Linked DNA regions of Mus musculus: region 1 is linked to region 2. The links are chromatin contacts, called in public HiChIP or PLAC-seq maps. All regions are on one chromosome and are shown on one strand. The core of a region is the stretch at or near the end of the contact, and the rest is flanking DNA. Distances in the headings are between cores, read along the strand shown.

Region 1 (5,005 bases), core at 905-3,404, 46 kb before region 2:
ACACCACACACACACTCACACACCTACATAAACACCTGCACACACTCATACACACCTGTATACACATACACAAACAGAAACACACACACTCTCCCATGCAGACTCACATACATAACACACACACAGTCTCATACATAACACATGTTCAGACATACATACACTGTTTACAAAAACACACAAAAATAAAGTTTTAAAATATTCAAGATCCATGCCAGCTGGGTGACCTCCCATGAACTGTGGACTCCTGGCTCCTCCTGGGTTCTTTGCATATACAGTGATGGCAGCTCTGTGTCCCCTTGTAGTGCTATGACTCAACAGCACTGTTCAGGGCCAACACCCCAAGGTACTAGCACAGCATTGGGGAAGGTCTACCTGCCTCCGACTCCTGATACAAGGTCTTACTGGGTAGCCTTGGCTGAGACTTAATATGAGAAAGGTTGCTGCTTGTTTTGCCTCTTGATATATTTTTCAAATTGTTATGAGATTTATTAATTTCGTTTTGTGTGTGTGTTGCCGGTATGTATGTATGTCGTATGTATGTATGTCTATCATATGTGTTCTCACTATCCAGAGGTCAGAAAAAGGTATTGGAGCCCCTGGAACTGGTGCTACAGATAGCCAAGAGCCGCCATGTGGGTGCTGGGAACTGAACCCAGGTCCTCTGCAGGCAAAGCAAGTACTCTCCAGTGATGAGCTATCTCTCCAGCCTTTAAATCTCTTGATCTTTATTTAAAGTAGAAAAATTAAAAAGCAGACTAAAGCTACCTCCTAGCTCTGGAAGACAAAGAGGTTCCTCTGTTGTGGTGGTTTGAATATGCTTGGCCTGGGGAGTGGCCCTACTAGTAGGTGTGGCCTAGTTGGAATAAGTGTGTCACTGTGGGCTTGGGCTTTAGCTGCCTAGAAGCCAGTCTTCTCCTAGTAGCCTTCAGATGAAGATGTAGAACTCTCAGCTCATCCTGCACCGTTCCTGCCTGGACACCACCATGTTCCTGCCTTGTGAACCTGTAAGCCAGCCCCGATAAAATGTTGTCCTTATGCCGGGCGGTGGTGGCGCACGCCTTTAATCCCAGCACTTGGGAGGCAGCGGCAGGCAGATTTCTGAGTTTGAGGCCAGCCTGGTCTACAAAGTGAGTTCTAGGACAGCTAGGGCTAGCTACACAGAGAAACCCTGTCTCGGGAAAAAAAAAAAACGTTGTCCTTATAAGGTTGCCTTAGTCATGGTGTCTGTTCACAACAGTAGAACCCTAACTAAGACATCTGTGTTGAACTCAGTGAGCCCAGGTTCTAGCTCATTTTATTTCCTGGCATTACCTGAGACACCAGGGCCCAGCCTCCTTCCTGCAGGGGAGGAACTGCAGCTCAGGGAACGGCCTTGTGGGTGTTATAAAGTTTCAGGACTGGAGCTCACAGCCCCCAAGCTGCTGAGCCGCCTCCTGCCATAAGTCAATGGTGTCCAAAGTCCCCCAACACTATTATGCAACTTGACCAAGAAAACAAAACAAAACAAAACAAAACAAAACAAAACAACAAAACCAAGCCTCAGAAGAGAGGCTGTCAACTGCACATCCCTGTAGAGTCCATTGGGCAGGCTCATGATTAAGGCAAACCCAGCAGGATATGATGTCTATGTCACTGAGGGCCTTGGAGCAGAGAGCTGCTCCTTATAGCACCTGCACACATCGTGGAAGCCGGCTGCCTCTACGTGCCCTGGGCAGAATTAAAACATACACCAAAGAGCTTACTGAGGCCTGTCCAGGTCTTCAGGATGGAGCTGATACTCTGTGCTCAAGCCTGTGGCAATGGGAGCTGGTACAGTGGCCTAGTGGCTGTCCTGTGCTGCTTCATGCTACAGAGGTTCTTCCTGCTGCCTTGTCCCTTTTGGCTCTGAGACTCCACCCCTATTCAACTACACACCAGATAACTAGTATGGGCATGTCCTGTCCCAATTCCTTCCAACTCAACCATCCCAGGCCACATGGCATCTTTCCTAGAGGCCCAGCCTTCCTCCAGCAGGAAGGGTGACCGGGATCCCAATGGTTCACCTTCCACTATTCTGCAACAGGTCTCAGAGCTTGCTGACCCAACCTACTCTCTGTCTTGACTCAGCCACTCTCTAGCATCTGAGCCCCACCCCTTCCCATTCTGCCTGTCCCTGCCCTACCTCCGCCTCTGCTCACTCCTGTACCTGACAAAGGATGCTTCCCAGGTGCAGGTCTCTCCACCCTAAGCCTCCCCAGGGCTTCCTACCATCTACTGCCTCATGCCCCATACCTAAGAAGGCAGCTGAGCAGCCTAATAGCACCAAGGTCAGACAGCAGGGCTTCCCAGGAGCACCCTCTGTCCCTGCCCAGCTCCCCACCCTGTGGCTTGGCTACTCTTAAGAACATACTCCTGGGGTTGGAGTTCAGTGGTTAAGAGCACTTGCTGCTCTTACAGTGAACCCAGGTCCAGTTCCCAGCACCCATGTGGTAGCTCACAATCATTTGTATGTAACTCCAGTTCTAGGGGATCTGATACCCTTTTCTGGTCTGAAGGGTACACTTAGCTTCATGCCAACACAGAAAGCTAAAAAAATAACAACAAAGTCTGCTTCTAAAGACTGCCCAGCCTTCCTTCTCTGCTGTGTTCCTTTACGGAAGTGCCCAGCTACTTTATAACACCACCAACACTCTACCACAGACACGTGTGCTGTGTGTATGGTGTACGCATGTGCATGCATTCATGTGCATGCGTATGTACGTAGGTATGTGTGTACACATGTGTGTGGAGGCCAGAGGCTGATGCTGGATGTCTTCCTTTATTGCATGTCACCTTTAAGGTGACATGTTCTCATGTCTGTCTCACCCAGCTAGCCATCTGCAGGGCAGTGGCTCCGTGAACGAGTGAGCGAATGCGGTGAAAGAGCGGCAGGGCCTCTTGGTTCCTATGAGCTCAGGGCCCAGCAATTTTCACATCCAATACCTACAGCTTCCAGTGTTGCTACCAGTCACACCACGGCCACACAGGCCACAGCAGTCACACCAACAAGGCAGACACAGCAGTCACACCACGGCAGTCACACCACAGCAGACACAGCAGTCACACCCCTGCCATAGTAGCCCTAACACTGCTGGTAGTTAGCAAGTCAGGCCCTGTGCCACTCATCTAGACAAAGTGCCAGGATGGGCCTCAGGCTGTAAACACAGGGAACAGCACCCAGAAAGGACCAGGGCTGGTTTGAGAGCTCAGTTGATGAGCAGCAGAGCTAGAATCTGTGTCTCTCACTGCTTCATTATTAACTATGAAATCTATTTTCTATACTTAGCAGCCCCCCAGAGTCGCATGCAAGAATGAGAAGATTCTGTCTGTCCCCTTCTTGTGACCAGTGGTCCTGGAGGAGTCAGAAGTGCGGTTAACAGTGCAGTCATGTTTGCTCTATGCAGTGGAAGCCGTCCTCTGTGGGTGTGTACACACCACGGTCATCATGCCTCCCGATGCATTTGCTGTCTCCTCCTCGCCCTAACCCTGCCATACCTCAGCTTTTGGCACTGCCCCCCATGTGCTGCCCAAGTTCATTTCTAAGCTCTCCCTGATCCCTCACGGCCCCACACCCATCTGCTCCCGAGGCCTGTTTATATTGTTGCTTCTAGATTTGCTCATCCCAACCACATATACAGTCCACTGCCCACATGGACCTACAGCAGCTTGGCCACTGGGCGTTCTGCATCCTCTCGAATCCTTTCTTCTCCTCATCCTCCACACTAGCAGTAGTTTCTTTTCCTAAAACGATGACAACAGTCATGACTGGGCCTGTTTTCAGATTTTAAAATGTTACTCGTCTTTTGTATAAGATGGATTTTAAAAGACCCCGTTTGGTTTCTGGGAGGCAGTCAATTCCAGCCTTGGCCTGTTCCTCTCACTCAGCCACTGGCACTGCTTGCTGACATTCACCTGTTGTACAGGGTCCTCTGTTTATTCATGTGTGCCCAGTATAAGAAGCTCTGTGCTCACCACAGGGGCTGCAGAAGGGCCAGTGCACTCCAGTCATTTGTTCACTGGGCCTTGTGATGATAAGGAAGCCACAGGAGTGTCACTGACGGGCAAGGAAGCCAAAGCTCTGACACTGAGACCTTCTGCGTCACAGTGTGACCTGGGTCCTCGGGTCCGAGCAGCACAGGGATGGTTTTTCCTCTCAGCTGACAGGAGTTACTGAGCAAGTGAGTGACTTAATGTGCATGCCTGGGACAGGCCAGGGAACTGCAGACTACACCCCTATCAGCCTCACCTTTCAGTCTGGGGGTCCTACTGCTGGTAGTTAGCAAGTCAGGCCCTGTGCCACTCATCTAGACAAAGTGCCAGGATGGGCCTCAGGCTATAAACACAGGGAACAGCACCCAGACACCTCAAGTCTGAAGCAATTGAGAAAAAGAAGAGGCCTCCGTTGCCAGGAGTTTCCTGGGTTCATGGAGATGTCTCTTGTGGACACAACCCTATCCATAATGAGGTGGCAAGAGAGCAGATCACCAGGTCAGACGATTGCTGCTATTGGCCAGGCTCAGGGAACAGAGTCTGCCAGTGTCCGAGAGAAGGATTAAGCTAGCTGTCTCCAGTGTGCGGCTCTACATGGCTGTGCACCCTATTCAACACTGCCATTCCTCCCTTGAAACAGTCCAGGGAAGCAAAAGCAGTACTATGCTCAGGCGCAGCCTAGGAACCACCAAGGAACCGCCAAGGAACCGGCTCATTAGCCCCGCAGGGAGCTTCCTCCTATGGCTCTGCCGAGATTAGGACTGCACAGGACCAGTCTGCCTCACGCTGGAGCTCTGTCCCTTCCCACTGGGTCATTCCTGCCCAAGGACCCAGGCAGGACAGGGGCTAAAATGTCCTTGTAGATAGAGATGGAGCAGGGCACTGGACAACCCACCAGATGAAATGGGGGTGGGGGAGGCTGTCCACAGGGCTTAACTACGCCAACAGAGACACAGCATCTAAGACACTTGGCAGGTAAGTGGAATTGTGTTAGAAA
Region 2 (5,329 bases), core at 1,320-3,819:
CCCTAGACACAACTACTCCACTCCACTGGTCTCCTCTATTACCAAGTGCCACAAGGTCCCAACATCCCTACAAGAGTTATCCGGCAGATACCTTGTGAGCCAAGGGCTTTCAGGGCAGCTTCCAAAGCAGAGACCTACAGGCTGCCATATAGACAAGTGGGTGGGAAAACTGGTGGGTGCCTACCTGTTCTTGCTAGAACTCTTTCATTCAGCTGGCTCACTGTAGGGATGACCAACATAGACCACTGGGCCAGAGAGAAAGCAGCTAGCTGTCCATCACAAGTATAAATAAGGAAGGGCTAGAGCTGGCTGGAGAGAACTCGGAAGTGTCAGAAGCTGTCTTCGGGAACCATCATTGGCTTCAACAGGATTCTAATTTTCTACAGAAAAGGATGTGAGAGCCAACAAGTCCAAAACCCAGCCCGGTTCAACACACACAGCTTGTTGAGTAGAAACACAGTCAAGCCTCAGCACGAGCAACTGAGGCAGGAGGATCACCAGGTCAGTGATACCTGAATCCAAAACAAAACAACAAAAACCAGGGGTGAGGATGTGATTCCCCTATAAAGCATGAAGCTCTGGGTTCCATCCCCAACCCAGCATGGTGGAGCAGCCAGAGGAGTGGAGGGAGGGGTCATTAAAATCATAACTTAAAGGTCATCTTTGGTTGCAAAGCAAGTTTGAGGCCAGCTTGGGTTACGTGAGACTCTGTCTCAAAGGGATTTAAAAAAAGAAAAAAGAAAGAAAGAAAGAAAGAAAGAAAGAAAGAAAGAAAGGAAGGCAGAAAGAAAGAAAAGAAAAGAAAGGGGGAGGGGAGAGAGAGAGAGAAAGGAGGAAAGACAAAGGTTAGAAACTAAAAAATAAAAGTAAATAAAATTTTAATTTTTAAATTAAAAGAAGAGACAAGTACATAAAGAGCTGTGGTGGCCAGTACAGCTTTGTTTTGTTTTTAAGGGTCTGAAATGCAGCAGTTTGTTGGAAACAGGCAGGCAGGGGAGGGCAGCGGTCAGCACCAAGCTCTAAGCAGAGGCTGGCAGGGACAAAGAGCTAGCTGCCTTCCTGGATGAGGGCTGGATGAGCAAGAGACCTGGTGATGGGAGCCGGCGAGGCCCACTGGAGGAACTAGAAATAGAAGCAGGAGCAGCTGGAGTCGAGTCTCCTCTCTCCAGATGCCGCAGCCTGTCAGAAGCAAGACTCACTCGGGAAAAGGGCTTCTCTTCTGCACATAGGACAGAGTCTGTTTTGTTTCTCGCCTACTCTGTCTGGCTCCTCTCCAACACCAGTTCTTAAGGCTCTGGACATACACAATTCCACAGGCCCCTGTCCCAGGATCCAGAAACAGAGGACAGCAACATCCGGCATGCTCGGTCAGGCCCCGCTCTTCTAGCTTCATTGCAGTCCCCGGTCCCTGGCAACCACCCACCAAATCCCTTTCTGTGCCATGGTGTGTGGAAACGGGACACTGGACAGTCATTTTAGCTGATTTGTTCAATTTGTTTCCTGGGCTTTGGGCAACCCAGCCCATCTGTGGATGGCTGGAAGCGGCATCCGGACAGCACGCCTTCCTAGCCACCTCCTAGGGGCTCCCCAAGGGCTGCCTTCCGTTTTCTTTCCAGGGGTCCGTAGAATACAGTCCTGACTGTTTTCCAAGGCACGAACCGGCATAATAAGCACAAGGCGTCTCCATGGCACCTTTCATTGAGCTTATTGGAGCGTTCTGCAGATGCCACGGAACACCGAGCCAAGTCCCAGGAACACGTTCTGAACCCCAGGAGCTGCACACCGCTTTATTAGGTAGTTTATTGGCGCATCAAATCTGGAGTCTACCACCTTCGGTTCACAAATCAGTTCAGAGAGAGGCTCTAACTTGCCCAATATTAAAGAGTAACAGTGCCACCTGCTCCTCTTCCCTGATTGGCACGATGCCAGGGAATTGACTGGTGGCCTAAATGGGAAATCAAGGCAGGAATGGCTGGAGGTGATAGAAACCTCAGGCTGTTGTGAGCCCAACAAGAACAGACTCTGGCTGGGCAATGGTGGTGCATGCCTTTAATCCCAGCACTTGGGAGGCAGAGGCAGGCAGATTTCTTAGTTCGAGGCCAGCCTGGTCTACAGAGTGAGTTCTAGGACAGCCAGGGCTACACAGAGAAACCCTGTCTTGAAAAAACAAAACAAAACAAAACAAAACAAAACAAAACAAAACAAAACGAACAGACTCTGGAGGCAGGCTTTACTGAGCAACTCATTCAGTTGAGGAGCACAAATGCTATTTAAACTTTTGGGGAGTGAGTAGGGGCACTCAGAGAGAATGTGCATCACTGGCCAAGGCCACAGTGAAGGGAATATTTTATTTGCATGAAAAGGACCTGAGGTGCTTGCTATCTGGACATGACCTTACTCAGAGAGGAAATTTAACCTATAACCCGAAAACTGGTGATGACTACCTCAGAGTAGCAGAAGTGGAGCCAAAAGGCCATGTACGTGCTCTGGAACATACAGGCCCAGGGCAGAGAAGGAGGAGTCCTGCTCCTGCTGGCCTTAAGATGAGATCGTCAGGGCCTGGGCATCACTGGTGATCCAGGCCGGCTCTCCAGGTCGCAGGTCTCTCCTGGTTGCGGCTCCCTGCTCATCTGGCTCCCACAACATCACAGAGTAAGTAGACATGTAAATTTTGAACCTAGCTCTCCTGCTGCCGCTACTGAGGGACAATATCCTCACTAATTGGTTCATAGGAGTTCACAGACCTCTGATGAACAGCAATATGGCTAAATACCCTTCCTTGTGAAGTGCACGGAACTGCATAGCCTGGGTGGGAAATGAGCTGGGTCCATCTCTTTTGTTGCATTTAGCCATTCCTCTTTTGTTATTTTTATCTGATTTGGTTCACTTCAGACCTGGTACCCGTTTCTTATTTATGACTAAAGGCCCCTGGGTGAGAAAAATGGAATCAAGAAAACCGTTTTTCTTTTATGTTCTACAAATGTTTCTATACCTCATTCCCACCACCCTTTAAAATAACATTTCCTTCCCAGGCCCCCCCCCCAAAAGCTTCTAAAATCCCTGCCTTTCCAATCTCCTCTTCACCTTGGCTATAATTATCTTGGGAGAATTTAAATTCCTTATCATGGGTTTGTGATGGCTGTGGCTTAAGGACCGTTGGCCTGGCTTCCATTCTGAGGCTTCGTCAAATTGCCCTCTATAGGAATTACCGTTAGACTCTTTCTTTCCTTAAAGGATGATAATGGGATTGTGACTCTGTTAAAGAAAGAACCCTTCTCTTGCTTGAGATACGTGCTGAAATATTTACCAGTCTGGGATTTGCTTCAAAACAGTCCAGTGAGGGAGATGACAAACACCACAATTGCTCGCTGAAATTGTCAGTCTCCTCCGGCTTTCTCTCACGGATCTTCATTCCTTTTCTGGTGCTGAGGGTGGAACCCGGGACCCCAGGGATGCTCCGTCGGGGTTCTCCCACTAAGCAGTTGCCCTCCTCTCTTGCAGGGACCCATTTGTTTCTTCTCCCTCTCACCCCCCAGGCTTCAGATCTGGATGTTGTGAACCTGAGGGTGGGGTTTGCCTCTGGGAGACTCAGACAAGAAGAGAATCTTAGTTTTGAGATCCCATCTCTATGGGATGAGCATCTGCTCCTCTGGGTCCAGGCTGACAGAGCAGCTGCTTCCTCCCTGGGATCTTTTCAATTCCTTCCTTCCTTCCTTCCTTCCTTCCTTCCTTCCTTCCTTCCTTCCTTTTATATCTTTATGTAATTACACTGTAGCTCTCTTCAGATACTCCAGAAGAGAGAGGGAGTCAGATCCCATTACAGATGGTTGTGAGCCACCATGTGATTGCTGGGATTTGAACTCAGGACCTTCGGAAGAGCAGTCAGTGCTCTTAACCACTGATCCATCTCTCCAGCCCTTTTGACTTTGTTATTAGTGTGTGTGTAGAGGTCAGAGGACAACTTTGCAGGGCTGCCCCCTCTCCTTCTAACTTATGCGGGTCCCAGGGATGGAATGGAAGTGCTTGGGTCTGCGTGGGAAGCACCTTTATCTGCTGCGCCATCTCACTGGCCTGGATTCCCTTTTTCTACATCCACTTCCACTGTCTTGAAGGTAGGTGTAAATTTACCAAGGTCTCCCCATCCCCACCCTGCTTCTGACTCCTGTGCCCTTCAAGGAAGGAAGGGAGGGAAGAAGGAGGCAGCTTAGAGAAGCAACTCTCACTTCCAAGATCTGGACCAGACCCAGCCACCTGGTCCCCAGGGTTTCTTGGAGGTCTCATGATACTCCAATCCCAACATGTGCAAATGGTGCTCCCATCCCTTCCTTGATCCCCACAAGCATCCTGACCCTCCCTGCAGTCATCCGTAGACTCAGTGGGCATCCTTTCCCTTCACTTCTCTCACCTGGCTGCTCTGCTATGCTCGGCAAGGCTGTACTGGTCCAGGCTGTGCTGGTCTTGGCTGTGCTGGTCCAGGCTATGATGGTCCAGGCTGTGCTGGTCTAGCCTATACTCATCTTGCGGAGCCTCCCTTAGTTACCTTCCACCCTTGCACTGCTTCAGGCCCTAGGCTCACTGGCCTGGGCTTCCTGACTGGATTCATTTCCTTCAGGCTGCTGCCAATGTTCTGCCTCCCAAACCATCCCACCAGGCTTCTAGAGCCTCCAGTGGCCTCTCTCTGTGGAGAACAAGAAATGACTAACTTCCTTAGTGTGGCATTTGATATCCTGCATAGCTTAGTCTAAATTATCTATATTTCCTGCTGGTGGAGCCACAAACCCAGGTTCATATCAAAATAAATCAGGGCCTTGATTAATACTCCAGAATCCTAGGCCCTACCCTAAACAGTTGAATTAGGAATCAATCAATCCATCCGAGAAGCACACAAAGGACCAGACGACACGGCGCTCAATTGGGAATTAGCTATGTAAGTCTGAGCACTGGGACTCAGATCCCCAGAATCTAGGTCAAACAGCATCCCTGTAAGTTTAATTCCCGGCGACTTTGCTGACCAGCCGATCCAGTGGAATTGGTAAACACCAGGTTCAAAAAGAATGTCTTGGAGAATAAAGTAGAGAGCCTAGAGAGATGGCCCAGCAGTTGAGAGTGCTTGTTCTTCTTGCAAAGGACCTGGGTTCAGTTCCCACCTATCCCTCACATTGGGCAGCTCACAGCTACTTGTAACTAATTATAGGGAATATAATGCTTTTTTCTGGCCTCCACAGATACTTGCACATATATTTGAGACAGGGGCCCTCTACCTAGTCCTGGCTGTCCTAAAACTCAGTATGTAGATCAGGCTGGCCTCAGAGGCAGAGATCTGCCTGCC

What was found. HiChIP or PLAC-seq counts read pairs in DNA pulled down with a chosen protein or histone mark.
Region 1: an H3K27ac HiChIP or PLAC-seq map of embryonic stem cells shows a contact between it and region 2, with 17 read pairs. The contact joins the enhancer-like site here to the promoter of Ghrh in region 2. A contact is called at or near these places in 1 of 15 datasets of contacts at CTCF or cohesin (embryonic stem cells), 15 of 484 Hi-C or Micro-C datasets (the G1E-ER4 cell line, the HPC-7 cell line, bone marrow-derived macrophages and 6 more), 6 of 115 datasets of contacts at active chromatin or transcription factors (embryonic stem cells and large pre-B cells) and 4 of 9 other capture datasets (adipose tissue, embryonic stem cells, liver and 1 more).

Annotation. Positions count from the first base shown.
Region 1 is chr2:157,389,595-157,394,599 of GRCm38.p6, reverse strand. The region is part of intron 2 of Manbal (mannosidase, beta A, lysosomal-like); the gene reads right to left. Among named protein-coding and RNA genes, the nearest start is that of Manbal, 25 kb to the right of the region's middle. Within about 2 kb of position 2,154, at least 19 of the 459 cell types and tissues checked have an H3K27ac peak or open chromatin away from gene starts, as enhancers often do. A contact at or near this core is called in embryonic stem cells, where this site is marked.
Region 2 is chr2:157,343,895-157,349,223 of GRCm38.p6, reverse strand. It overlaps Ghrh (growth hormone releasing hormone), which reads left to right and starts at 2,569. Exons shown (of 5, transcript NM_010285.3): 1 at 2,569-2,652.